3 separate regions of the Gossypium hirsutum genome follow, and all the other regions are linked to region 1. Evidence: chromatin contacts called from public Hi-C data. All regions are on one chromosome and are shown on one strand. Each heading gives the region's core, a stretch centred on a gene start, on an enhancer-like site or on the middle of the called end of the contact. The rest is flanking DNA. Distances are from core to core; before and after follow the strand shown.

What was found. Hi-C and Micro-C count contacts between places; a contact is called where the count stands out from the background.
Region 2: a Hi-C map of leaf shows a contact between it and region 1, with 2.6 times the contacts expected there. The contact joins the enhancer-like site here to the promoter of LOC107939214 in region 1. A contact is called at or near these places in 4 of 34 Hi-C or Micro-C datasets (leaf and seedling).
Region 3: a Hi-C map of leaf shows a contact between it and region 1, with 1.8 times the contacts expected there. The contact joins the promoter of LOC107903978 here to the promoter of LOC107939214 in region 1. A contact is called at or near these places in 13 of 34 Hi-C or Micro-C datasets (callus, hypocotyl, leaf and 1 more).

What each region holds. Positions count from the first base shown.
Region 1 is chrD05:47,046,530-47,051,133 of Gossypium_hirsutum_v2.1, reverse strand. It overlaps LOC107939214, which reads right to left and starts at 2,427. Exons shown (of 7, transcript XM_016872507.2): 1 at 1,999-2,427; 2 at 1,810-1,890; 3 at 1,519-1,695; 4 at 87-257. The coding sequence starts at 2,086.
Region 2 is chrD05:47,265,607-47,270,210 of Gossypium_hirsutum_v2.1, reverse strand. No RefSeq gene overlaps it. Among protein-coding and RNA genes, the nearest start is that of LOC107902297, 25 kb to the left of the region's middle. Within about 2 kb of position 2,615, at least 4 of the 9 cell types and tissues checked have an H3K27ac peak or open chromatin away from gene starts, as enhancers often do. A contact at or near this core is called in leaf, where this site is marked.
Region 3 is chrD05:46,861,431-46,866,034 of Gossypium_hirsutum_v2.1, reverse strand. LOC107903978 (putative potassium transporter 12) reads right to left here and starts at 2,076. Exons shown (of 9, transcript XM_016830215.2): 1 at 1,221-2,076; 2 at 373-601; 3 at 26-274. The coding sequence starts at 1,484.

The DNA of each region.
Region 1 (4,604 bases), core at 1,178-3,677:
AGGATATAAAACTTGCATACTTACGTCAAAATAACAAGTGATTAGCAATTCCTCTTTCAGGAAACTCAGTATTTTACATTGCTTACCTGCATCACTTATCTTCCTGATTGCCATGTTCATAGTGTCTGCAATATAAATATTCCCTCTATCATCTACTGCTAGCCCTTTCGGATGGTTCATCCTTGCCTCTCTCAGCTTCCCATCTACATGTCCAGGGTATCCTTCCGGGGATCCAGCAACCAGCCTTGGTCTACTATCTGCATTTCTCCCATAATTTAAATGAAATGTTTACAAGAAAAGACTTTTCTATGGACAACGCAAGACAAGCATGACTGGGGAATTGATTGAGTGAATACCAGAACCTTACATGTAATCAATCTTAATAGGGCTCTCTTACCAGAAACTGCCATCTCCCTAGCCATTTTTGTATTGGTATGCATGATCCCAATAAAGGAACACACTAGGGATCCAATTCAGTAAGAATAATGATCCCACAGCATATAGTTCATCATAAATTTGAGTAATACAAACAATTCACAAACTTCAGAATTTATTCATCAATTTAGACTTATTTAATTATACAAACACAAAAACTATATATCTAAGTTCCAGAAATACGTTCAATGTTCTAATAAATTGTATTTTATTCCTATTACCCCTAAATTAGGTTTCATATTAGTAGCGATTTAAGTTCTAATTATCGTTCCTTGTACAGACTGATCTGCATCCCAGGTAACATCGTAATAGGGTAATACGCATGCAGTGCAGAGAGAAAAGAGTAACACGGTTGAGACATCACACAATGGACGGAATCTTTATCTTAAAAATTTTGCAATGACTGGTTAAGACATCAAAATAACCTAAGAAGAATAAAACTGAGTAGAAGCACGATAAGTTTACATTCCATTGAACTTGCCAAACGTCTATGATATATACATTTACAGTTTACAGCATTCCCAAGTTACCAAGTTGAAAATGTTATAATCCTCAAAATTATTTAAATGCTCTTAGTGAAAGATCTATTTGTTTCCAATTTATTTGAAGAAAAACATAACAATATTTTATAAAATATTGGTAGAACATCTGCACCATTCATCTAAGTTCTAACTTACAAATATTTCTATAACCGGCATCTTTCAAATATATGAAATGGAAATGCATTTGAAGTACATTAAAATGCTTGACAGATGAAACAACTTGCTCTAACTCTAACAAGACCATCAAAATAAAAAATTGCACTCAGCACTTGGACAATGGAGAATGTATGCCAACTCAGCTAAACGTGCACTGTCCTTTATGAGGCAGGTTCAGCAACAGGACTCACTGCCAACAGATGCAAATACCTCAACTTTTTCCATTAATAACAAGCCTTGAAACATTCAGTAAGAAAAGATCACACTAAAAAAACAAAGCATTACCCAAACAAGGCAAACAATTTGAATTACTAATGCAAATGCAACAAAAATTAACAAAGCCAACCATTTGAATAATACTACGAGAAAGAAGAAACCCACTTACACAGAGATAAAGAACTAGACATCCGATAAAGGTTGCTATTAGCAGAGTCCAAAATTAGCAGCTCTCCACTGGGCAAAATCTCAATAGTGTGAGGTTCAACCCCAAGCTTACTTCCATCAAACACAGTCTCCACAGTGTATCCACCCTCAAACTTCATCATTGGACGGCCAGTAATTGCTATACATACATAAAATACCATGGAGACCACCACATCAGATGCTAACCTCAAAGCCAAAAAAAAAGAGGAAATGTGGGTTTTAATTCTAAATTCTAATAGTCGGAGATCTTAACCTGTTTTAGTGGTAGATTTGAGTGACCATAACCATTTCATAGAGGCAGACACGGCATTAGAGAAAACCCCACTTACGATCTCTGCAGGAACAAAGAATCAAATTCATTTTCCATTAAAGCAAGGATTTAGCTTAAATCTAGAAGCAGATCAAAATCAATGCGAGCTTTTTCATTTGTTTGGAAACTTACTTGCAGGTGAAGAAGTAGTAGGAGCTGAAGTGACACCTCCAAGAAGAAGCAAAAGAGCAATACCCAAGACCAACACATTTTTACCCATTGCCACTTCCACTAAAGCAAGAAAAAGAAAAAGAAAACCCAACAAAGAGCTCTTAGATATGAAAGGATATTCAAGCTTTACACATTGAGAAGAAATGCAAAACCCTATTCAGAATCTGGGACTTTTGCAGGAAAGTGAATGAACACTTTGAGCTAGAGTAAAACAGTGTGCTTTTCAATTTTTTTTCCTAGTTTTTTTAATAACAATAGGAAAAGATGGTTCTTTTTCTTGGTTTCTTTTGAGACACCGTGAAGAGTAGAGTGGTGAGTAGAAGAAGAGGAAAGGGAAAGAGACAAGAAAAAGGGAGGAAAAGCAATAAGAAAAATTAATAATAATAAAGCAAAAGAGGTAAAGGGCACTCGCTGTGACAGTGAAAGAGAGAGAAAATCAACATGATGTGGTTATACCTGGATCTTCGTGTATTACTACGGGATTAATGTATTTTCATGATTTATAATTATATTTAATATATGTTAAAATTTGATAGTATATCCTTTTAAAAATATATTTGATAGTATATAATTTTATATTATATCATGATTTATCATTTAAAGGAAATAAATTTATTAATAATGTATAGTTTACTTTACTTTATCCTGATCAGAAAACTTTAACTTTTAAAAAGGATATTAATCTCAAAAGGATTAATCATTGTAAATGGTAATATGAAAATAAAAAATACATTAATTCAAAAAAATAAAGAAGATTTAATACATAAAGTATATACTTTTATTATATCAAAAATTAATTTTTAATATATTATATGTTTTTACTCTTTTTTAAGAAATATTTTTACTTTTTTTATAAAAATATGCTTTTGTTGTAAATATATTGATAAGTGGATATCCATAATTCCCTTAAATATATCTTATTGTAACCCTCAAACAATAATTGTCTATGACCCTTAAATTAATTATTTTATAACCCCTAAATAATTTATAGAGTATCTTAATGTCAGTTCTTAATGTTGGTCCTTATTATTTTTTAACTTATGGTACTTGAAGCCCTATAAATAGAGGGTATGTACAAGCTTATTGTATCTTGAGCGTTACGGGCCTCTTGAATCTTCTATTTACCTACTTATTTATTTTTCTTTACTTTGATTTGTTCTTTGTATGAAATGTGGCTTTATTCTTGTTTTCTTTCTTTTTGATAGGAATTCTCTTGTTAAGACCCTATGAATCAATTAAAACTTCAGATTCATACCAGAACCACGATGATTCAATAAAACCTTCAAACTAAGTCCAAAGATTCTTTGAGTAAGAACCATTGGATCATCACTTATTCAATCAATAGAATAGATATAATAAAAAAAAATACAAAGAAAAGAAAATCTTTCTTTCTCTCTTAATCTTTATATTCTTCTTTTAGTTTTATAATACGTTGTCAGCATGATCTTACTCAGAAATAAAAATTCTTATGTGTTGAAGATTACACTTATCCTCCATGATTTTTCATTTGAAGCTTTAGACGCAAGATGCAAAATTTTGAATGGAGTTTTTATTTTATGTTTCATATTTAGATTATTATTATTTTAATTCTTAATTAATTATGATAATTTTGTTTAATTTTTTTAATTTTTATATTTTAAGCACGTGAAAGATTTGATCTCTATTTAGATCTTGATCAAATGCAATTTTGTGTCAACTTTTGTAATAGCCCGTTTTTAGTGAAATTAGAATAGTGGTTTCAGGACCATAAATCTGAGGTCAAAAAATTTATTTTAGTATTATTTTGTGATCTACAGCATGACATTATTATTTTATAAAAATTTCGTTAAGAAATTTTACCGTTTGTATGCTCAATTTGATGAAAAGGACTAAATCGCGTAAAGTGTAAAAGTTGTCTTCTATTAGCTAAAAGTGTTGTTAAACAGCTATAGAAATTTAAAGTGGAGGTCCTTATGTGGTAATTAGACCATTAATTGAGTTAGTGGATGTGTGTGGCTTGGCAATTATGAAAATTTTAAAGTTAGGTAAGGGTAATTTGGTAATTAGGTAAATAAAGGTTAAATTAATAAAAGAAAAAGTTATCATCTTCTCCCATTTTTCTTACCATAGCCGAAATTCACCATAGGAGAAGAGAATAAATTTTTTTAAGCTTTTCCTTTGCATGTAAGTGTTATCTTGTCCCGTTTTTGTTGATTTTTAGGTTTTTGGGATCGTTGTAGCTTAACCTAGCTTATTAGGGGACTAATTTGCAAAATGGTTTAAAGTATAGGGTTTTATCATGAGTAAATTCTAGATGTTTATGTTTTTGAAGTTTAATGGAAGAATGTGAATCTTTTTTGTTAATTAAACAACTTTTGTTAAGTGATTTTTAATGAAATTGCCAATTAGGGTTAAATTGAAAATTGAGTAAATTGTGTGGTAAATGTGTGAAATTGTGAAATTTATGGGCTGCTATGAGCATATATGTTATTTGGCTAGGCTTGGGTGGGGTGAAATTGCATGAAATTTTATTTTATGAGCCTAGGGACTAAATTGTAAAAAAGTCTAAAGATAGGGGTAAAATAGTA
Region 2 (4,604 bases), core at 1,366-3,865, 220 kb before region 1:
ATTTTATTCACTCTAGTTCTTATATGCAAAACTAACAATTAACCTTTACAATCTAGTCCTTTTTTGTAATTTAAGCTTAAAATCTATCAATTTAACACATAATCCATCACTATCCACTATTACATATTATAAAATGGTTTAATTTCCCTTTTGGACCTTTGTCTAATCGCAATTTAAGTCCTAAGTCTTTGGCCATTTAAAAACCTATATAGTAAGAAGACTTTTACAATTTAGTCCCTGTACCTAAATTAACTATTAATGCAAAACAATTACTAGACCAAACTTTAATATAATATTATAACAACTTCGTAAATATTTTTATTTAATATTTATGGACTCATTTTACAAAAATAGGGTTTCAAAATCGCCTTTTCCAGCACCACTGAAAATTGGGCTATTACAGAAAGTCAATCATAACATTGCAGCGAAGTCACGACATTGATGGAAAATTCATGACACCCAAGTCACCGTATAGATACTCGAGTAGGCTGTCAGGAAAGTCACAATATCGGACCAATGGTGTCACGACATTAAAGCTCGACGGACTTAAAATCTGAAGGGGCATTTATTTCAACACAACCCAAATTTTTGTGTAACTTAGGGCAGAGTTGTCTAAATTTGGTCAAAACTTAATATTAGTATAAATACATCTTTATAAACATGTTTAGAGAGAACTTTTGATAATGATTAGGTTACTAAGTAGTTTAGTTTAAGGATTCCTTACAAAAATTGTGACTTTTGTTTTAGTTTTTAAAGAGATTTCTGCACTTGCAATTTTCTTTGTTATTTTAGATAGTTTTTTTATTAGTTTCGTTCGTCGTTCGTTCATCATCAAGAGTGATTAATCGAATTTATCTAAAGGAATTTAAGCTTTTTCTCCAACACAATCCACACAATTAGAATTTCATTGATATATTATTGAGCATCTCTAAACCTCCAATTTTTAGTTGTTAAATTCTTCAAATGGCTTGTGAATTGAGTGGGTATTGTAGAATTGTGATGGGTTGTAACTAAATTCTTTGGGAAGTTAGTTAATTGACTGGAAGCAATTAATCAAGGTTAGTTTTTAAACTGGATAATATGATTAAATTTAATAAAAATCAAAACCTAGAACACCCTTAATGAAGAGGTACAACACCCCTCCTAACTGAGGTGCGGTACTCGTGGCTCCAATGGTCACTTTTTGACCACAAGAAACAGACCCTTGTTGCTTGGGTACCAATACTTAAAGGCCTATAGAAGCAATTAATGTTTCAATTAAAGAATCCAGTGATTCTAATTGTTTCTAACACCCTCAAATGACTTTTAATCCACGAGAGAGTATAAATGAAGCATAAGAACACTCAGAAGAAGCTAAGAAACAAGGTTACAAAGATTAACTGTAAAAGTCCAATTCTTTTCACTATTATCTCATTTTCTCTTGTACACACTTGTGGGGTTAATTTTGATTCGTTCTTTCAAGTGTTGTATTGTTGTGTGAGAATGCTTAATTGTTACATATCAACCTTCCAGAGGTGATAATCCTTTCATAATTAATCCAATTCTTTCCTTGTGAAAAGATAGAGATCGTAAAGATTAAACTTTGTCCTTCAAAGGTTCAAATGTAGTGAATTTGAGAAGTTCTTAGTTGTTATAAGTTAAGGTAGTGGAGAAAGACAACTGGGGTTGAACCATTATAAAGTCTTGAGTCTCTATTTCTTTCCACCTTTGCTTAAATTTTAAATCACTAATTCACCCCCTCTTGGTGCTTATTAATCCTAATAATTGGTATTAAAACTAGATATCTAAAGACAATGTTACTACCAAGAGAAAATATCCACAAGAAGCTAAAGATGGAAACAAGAAGTAAAAAAAAAATTGTCTCATGGCATTTGTTCAAAATTTCACCATTTTGGGAGGTCATTCCACTATGAAGCCTCCTTTATGTTTCATTCTTGTGAAAATTTTGGTCCATTTTGGTGTGTTGCGATCTATTTTGCCCAGCACCAATCTTTACTAGTGTATTGGTTTGTATTAATTGTTACAAAATTTTGATATTTCAAACTAATTTTAATATTTTTATTTTAATTAATTTTAATTTTTTATAATTACATTAAAAAATAAAATATATTTATTAAATTAAGCTATTTAACCAAATTAGTAATTTTAAAATTTACATTTGTATACAAAATATAATTGAGGTATATTTGTTATAGAATTTTATTTACAAAATTAGAAATTTTAATGTAAACATATATGAAATTTTAAAAAGTATATTTTTGTAAAAAATCAACAATTAAAGGAAACCTAAATGCTGGTGTAGTAGTAGTTGAAGTGTCGAAATTATTGTACATTGACATCATAACGTAGTGTTTAAACCTTGTGCAACTTATTCCCTCCAAATTTGGAAAAAGAAAACCCTAAATAAAGAAGAATGAATAAATGGAAAGAGTATAAAGGGTCAAGATCAATAAGTTGACAATCCACATGGGGTGGAAGGAGGATGCAACGATTCCTTTCGTGGGATGATGGAAAGCACACCGGCCCCTCCATCGTATCAATCATGCAATGCAATCCCCTGCTCCGGGAGTTTTCATGGGATGCAATACGGGCCACAGTAGCCGTCCATTCATACTTTTCCTTCCCTTGGAACTGACCCACTATCGCAAGTCCATTCACACTACCTACCTAGTTAGGCCGTAGGGCATACCAATGAATCAAAAACACAAAACATCGAAGCCCAATTTGAATTCTAGAATTTCAATTTTTGTTTAAATTGAATCACTTTCGGTTAAATATTATTAAAATTTATTTGATTTGGTAAAATTTATTTTTCTTTATAAATAAAATAAATATAATTATTGGAATTGAGCTGAATTTTATATTTTAGTTAATTTATAATTGTTATTTTTAATTTTTTTATAATATAAAACCAATCCAACCGTGAAATTCGGTTCATGTCAGTTCCATTATTTTTAATATTTGATTTCATTTTTGTAAAAACCCAAAATACTGCGTATTAATGGCATATTCTTTTTTCTTTTTCCCCTAAAAAATCCAAATTAAACCATTATAACCTTTCGTAAGCCGGTATGTGCAAAAACATCACTTCCAAAGATGAAGTCAAAGAGAGCAAACAATAGCCTTAGCCTCTATTGGCTTGTTAAAATACACTAGATCATTTAGTATATATTACTCTAAAAAATTATAAAATTTTATTTTAATTTAAGATATTTTATAACTTTTTTATATAAAATTTTTTATTTTGTCCTATCCTCCGCCTCGCACACCGTATTGTCGAGGCTGTATCTGCCAAGTGCATATGCTGTAACCAGTGGGTTCCTATTCTCTTGGCACTCTTCTGATCCTCCAAAGTCCAAATGCCAGCTTGAAGGGAGCTGTGAGGCTTTTTTGTTGTTCGCACCTAAAATTCACTTGAGTTGCACTAACATCAGGTCATATCTCGAAAGGTTTCATTAATTATTTAGTCCAAATTGCATAGTTAGCTTTCAAGTAAACATGTTTAATGATAAATTTATTTTTCTAAATTTAAAGATTTATTTGAAAGTTGAGAAAGTTTGAATAAAAGTAAGAAGTTCAAAAGGTAGGTTTAGACAAATAAATTAGACTCATTTAAAATGAGATAAATTACATTTAAGATTACAAGATTACTTTAAAATAGAGTTTCTCTTATTTTGGTTACTCTAATTATTTTTTCAATTTAGTCATTTTAATTAATACAATTGTTCGAACTAGTCACAGCCATAAAAAAATAGTTAATCCATTAATGAATTACTAAGGTGACACATTAACCAATTGAAATGATGATACATGACACTTTTTTTATATTTAACTAAAGCATAGGGACCTCTCTTTAATTATTCCAAAATATAATTTTGTCTCTTCTCTCTTTACCTCAAAAATTGACCACCAACCAACAGATAGCACATCAATCGTTTCTGGCATTGAATGGCTTCCATGGTCAAATTCCACTCACAATGAGTGACCTATAAACCCATAAGTTTATGTTGCAGAACTTGCAATTGTGGCGCCTATGAAACCAGATTGGCAAACTATGATGCCATGATTAGGACAAGACCTAAATAAATGGTTGGTTCATTGATTGGAGTGTTAAAGCGAGGGTTTTGATTTTGGCATCCCCGATGGGGCTAACCCAACTCCCGAACGAAATGTAGATGACTGAGTTAGGCTTTAGGTGGTCCAACCATTCTAAGCAACTGATATCTTCTTCCCTAAATCTTGGGTTTTTGGGTATTTCTAATGATGGTTTGGTCAATGGTTCGACTGGGAAAATAATTGGATTGTTGTGAGGTGAGGAGATATGATGGCCATATTCATATTCGTCATCGGCAGCGAAGAATTCTTGGGGAAAGGAATTCAAGAGGAGCCACAAAAGATATGTGCAACATTCTAACGTTGTGGTCTAAAATTTGAGTCTAGCTTTTCTTGAAGTTAAGATTCCGATCAATTTTTGAGGTAAAGAGAAAGAAAAAAATGTTTTGAAATAATTATTGAGAGGTCTCTAAGTTTTAGTTAAATGTAAAAAAGTGACACGATTCGTCATTCAATTAGTTAATGTGCTACGTCAATAATCCATTAATAGA
Region 3 (4,604 bases), core at 827-3,326, 180 kb after region 1:
GGAAGATTGGTACACATCTATCTACCTGATATTGCGGGGGTCAGAATACCATCCCCTATGACCATGGAAGTTCCCATCAAGACCAATAGCAACAGGAGGGTCTTCAAGGATGATCTCCTTTCCAAAGTCTCTTTTATGCTTAAAGCCCTTTCTAACTCTGGAGTAGGCAGTTTGAGCCTAAAACTTGATATCTGTTCATCTGCCGGTTGACGATTTGGCAGCATGTTGACCTTCGCATACCTGCAAATCAGTGAGTACAAAGCAAAGGTTCCCCCTACAATTGCATCAATTTATATGTTAACATGTATATGATCTTCAAAATATCCAGTAAAAAGTATGGAGAATAAGAGGATTACTATGAAAAGCCCTTACCCTCCCCATTATCATTGGCTTTAAGCACTACAAACACGTATTTTACCAAGGGGAGTAGAGCTATTGTATACATCACCAGTGATAAAGCACCCAAGATATCCACTTCTGATTCTATTTTGACTTTGCTGAAGACATCACTGAAAACATACAAAGGGCTTGTGCCCATGTCACCATACACAACCCCGAGTGTTTGAAAGGCCAATGCAAGAGTGCGCCAAGTGGATATGTCCTGATTGATTAAAGTACTACATTTTAGTAAGAGAATATAGTTGAGCTTAATGGAAATAAGTTCATTCGCAAAAATGACAAAACAATTCTTTTAAGTTATTGAAGACACTATAAGGTCCGTAGTTGACTTTCAATGACAGAAATACATGCATTCTCAGTATAAAAAGCTAATCACTAACGAAAGAAAAACAACTTGTATAATTCCCTAGCTATAGTCTGTTGGACCCTAATCATTTTCTCCTCTAGAAAGTAAAGGTTTAGGTACTAATTCCTCTCAACCGTTGATCGAAAGACACTATTTTCTCTATATACCAACAAGAAAAAACTTGCCCAAATTTGTAGTCCATATAAAAGTCATAAATGAGCCAAGTTGAGCCAAATGAATATAACAGAAACTTGAGGACCCTTCAATCACAGCACTTGCTAGAGCAATGAGTCTAATGAATCTCTTCCCACTGCTGAACTCATTTATATATCAGAAGAGTATATATCAGAAGTTGAAAAATAGAGCTGTTCCAAGAATTAACATTGAAGAGTAAAAGAAACAAAAAGCATTATCATATGCAAATATCTTCGAAGTGCAGAATCTTCACGAAATGGAGATAAAACAAATTCAATACCTTAGGGTGGTGACCATGAGTACCAGCAATCTCCATGGCTTCAACATCAAATGAATCAACTCTTTTGGGCTTCTTAACCAGTCTCCTCCTCAAAGATCCATACCCTTCTTTGGCTTCGTTATCATCAAACAATGACAAAGGAGGTGACTCTGAGTCCACCTCACTACCATCCACCCACCTTGACTCGTTCACCCCTCCACCACTGAAAGTTCTACCCCTCAGTCTCACGCGGCTACTCTCTTCAATCCGATCTTCTTCTTCCATATCCCCTCGAATACCCACTTCAAAAAGGGCCTCCTTGTCTGTAAAAAGACTTCCTTTTTTTCTGGAGGATAAGATAAGAAAAGCCTCAGCCAATCAAATCTTTGTGAAGAAAAAAGAAAATACTACCCTTCGTATGTCTAGTGCTTCTTCTTCAGTCTCAGGATTCAGTCTCCTGTTTTCTCCTAAGGTCAATAACTTGATATGGGGGTGTTGTTCTTAACTCCTTCAGTGGGTCCCCTTCTGAACTTATTGCAGAGACCAGAGCAATTATTAGTTAGGATAGGACAGCAAAGGCTACTAAATATAATTTTTAAGAATAAAAGGATATACACGGCTAAGTTCAATGTTTTTTTTTTTTTTTGCCGGGGGATTACTTTTTCGTGGGAGTCTGACACAATGTAATTAAGGGATGCCAAGAATTTCAGACAAAAAAAAAAGGAAGAATGTAACTGTTGAGTAGGATGATTATTACAAGTAATGTTAAGCGTTGCTGTCTTGGCTGGCTTTTGGTGACGATGAAAGGATTAAGGCAATCAACGACTCATTGAGTTATTTGTTTTATATTCTGGGTTTTGTGCTAAAAAAAAGGTCATGTTCAAAATTCGATTTATTTCAATTTTAATTTAATCGCAGTGTTTTGATGATAAACACAAAGAAACGACCTTCCAGTATAACCTATAAAAGGAATGCTATTGGCGGATAATTGCAGCAATGGTGGGACAAAGACAAATTTATGTTTCCTTCCTTACTCCACATGCTACATCTTAAACCTAATGGTTCATTTGAACGAGGGTGGGATACATTTCGATAATATTAAAATAGTGACTGCAGTAAAATTAATTACTTTAAAGATGAAATTAGATATTATAATAATAAAATTAAAATTAATTAATTACAATTGTTATGATGAGGTGAGAATAAAAATAATAAGGATATTAAATGAAAATATGTATTAATATAAATAATAAATTATCCTTTGTCTAAAATTGAAAATTTGTTTGATCAACTTGAAAGTTTTCAAAAGAGTATTTGATGGTCACTAAACTAACTATAAATACGACTAAGGCAAGCGCATCTATCGAACAATAGTATAGTTATGGTGAGTAGGGAATATTGTATCCACGAGGACTAAAAGTACTAGTAATTACCGTTTTTCTATTATTTAGCCGACAAATTGGGGTGATTGTTTTTAATCTAAATTTACTAATCTAATTTAACTAAGAAAGACAATACTCAGGAAAGAATCCACCTAGACTTCACATACTATTCTAAATCTGAATTAAACGATTTATTCACTTGTTCTCTATAACAGTACGTTTTTCAGTGAAATCGAAACAGTGGTTTCGGGATCACAAATCTGAGTCAGGAAGAAATTTTATTTTAATATTAATGCATGGTCTGCATTATGATAGGAAAGACGTATGAAAATTTTGATAAGAAAATTTTACTGATTTCATGTTTAATTGTCAGTAAGGACTAAATTGTATAAAGTGCAAAAGTTGAATTCTATTAGCTAGAGGGATTAAATAGCTATAGAATTCAAAATTTGAGGTCCTTGTAAGGAAAATAGACCATTAAGAGAAGTTAGTAGATATTTATGATGATTCATCCATGGAAATTTAAGAAAAGAAAAGGACTAAATTGGAAAGTGGGAAAAATAAAAGATGATAGTTAATTAAAAGATAAAAGTATCATTTTATATCATCATCTTCCCCAAAATTTTCTATGGAAACCCTAATTAAGAGAGAACTTCAAGCAAGCTTAATTGCGTAAGTAATCATGTCACCTTTTTAGAAATTTTTACATTTCCTAGATCATAATAACTTAATCTATCTATTTTGGGGATCAATTTGCAAAGTTATCAAAGTATTAAAATTTTTCCATGGATAAGTATGCTAAAATTTTGAAATTTATGGTAAAAAATGAAAGGTTGTTGATAGATAAACAACTTTTGTAAATGAAATTTTCATGAAATTGTGATTTAGGGATTTAATTAAAAAGATGTAAAATTCATGGAAAAATTCTGAATTTTGTGAAATACATGGACTGTTATTGTTATATGAAAAATTCAGTTAGTCTTGGAATAAGGATTAAATTGCATGAATTTCATTTTCTGATCCTAGTGATGAAATCGTCATTTATTAAAAGTATAGAGGCAAAATGGTAATTTTGCTTAGGATGTGAATTGGATTGAATTGAATATGAAATGTGTTAAATTGTTGTTAAATTCATTTATATAGATCCAGAAAGATCAAATAAAGAGTTAGATCAATGAAAAGAAAAAGTATCAGATTAGTAGATTTTCATATACGAGCAAGTGACGAGGTAAGTTCATGTAACTAAATTGTGTACATTTATATGTTTGAATTAAATGTTATATATGTGAATTTAATAATTTCCATGTATATGAAATTGATTAAATATTTGAAAATGCTCGATAAATGTTAAGTTCCGTTTGAACAAATGAAAATCGATAGATACAAGTTTCTCGTATTGATTGTAGTCCTGCATATGTTGTGGACACAACACAGCTCGGAAGAGCATCCTGTTATTAGTCATCTTAAGCTTCCCGTTATATTGTTCTTACAAGCTTCCCGTTAATAGCTCTTAGGAGCATCCCGATTGGGTGTGATCCTACATGTGTTGTGGACACACCACAGCTCTTATGAGCTTCCCGATTATGGCTCTTTGTGAGCTTCCTGATAAGGTTCACTTGAAATTCCCAATATTAAGCTATTTGGAGCTTCCTATTAATGGCTCTTCGGAGCTACCCGATATTGGCTCGCATGAGCTTTCTGAATATGGCTCTTATGAGCTTCCCATTATAAAGTCCGGATAAGCTTCCCGTTTCATGGCTCACATGAGCTTCCCGTTGTATGGCTCGAGAGAGTGCTTCCCGTTAAGTGTTCTTATGGACACTCCTGAATATGAATTGACGAATTATAGATTCGTACACTTCATGTATACTACCCGATGTCTATCGATATTTCATAAGGTTTAACGAGCAAAGTTTTGATATAAGTTAAGATAAGGTCTGAATGAAATAATAATTGTACCTTCCTGAAAATATATGAAAATGTTTATACGATGAGCTCATCTCTGTTACTTACTTAAAATGCA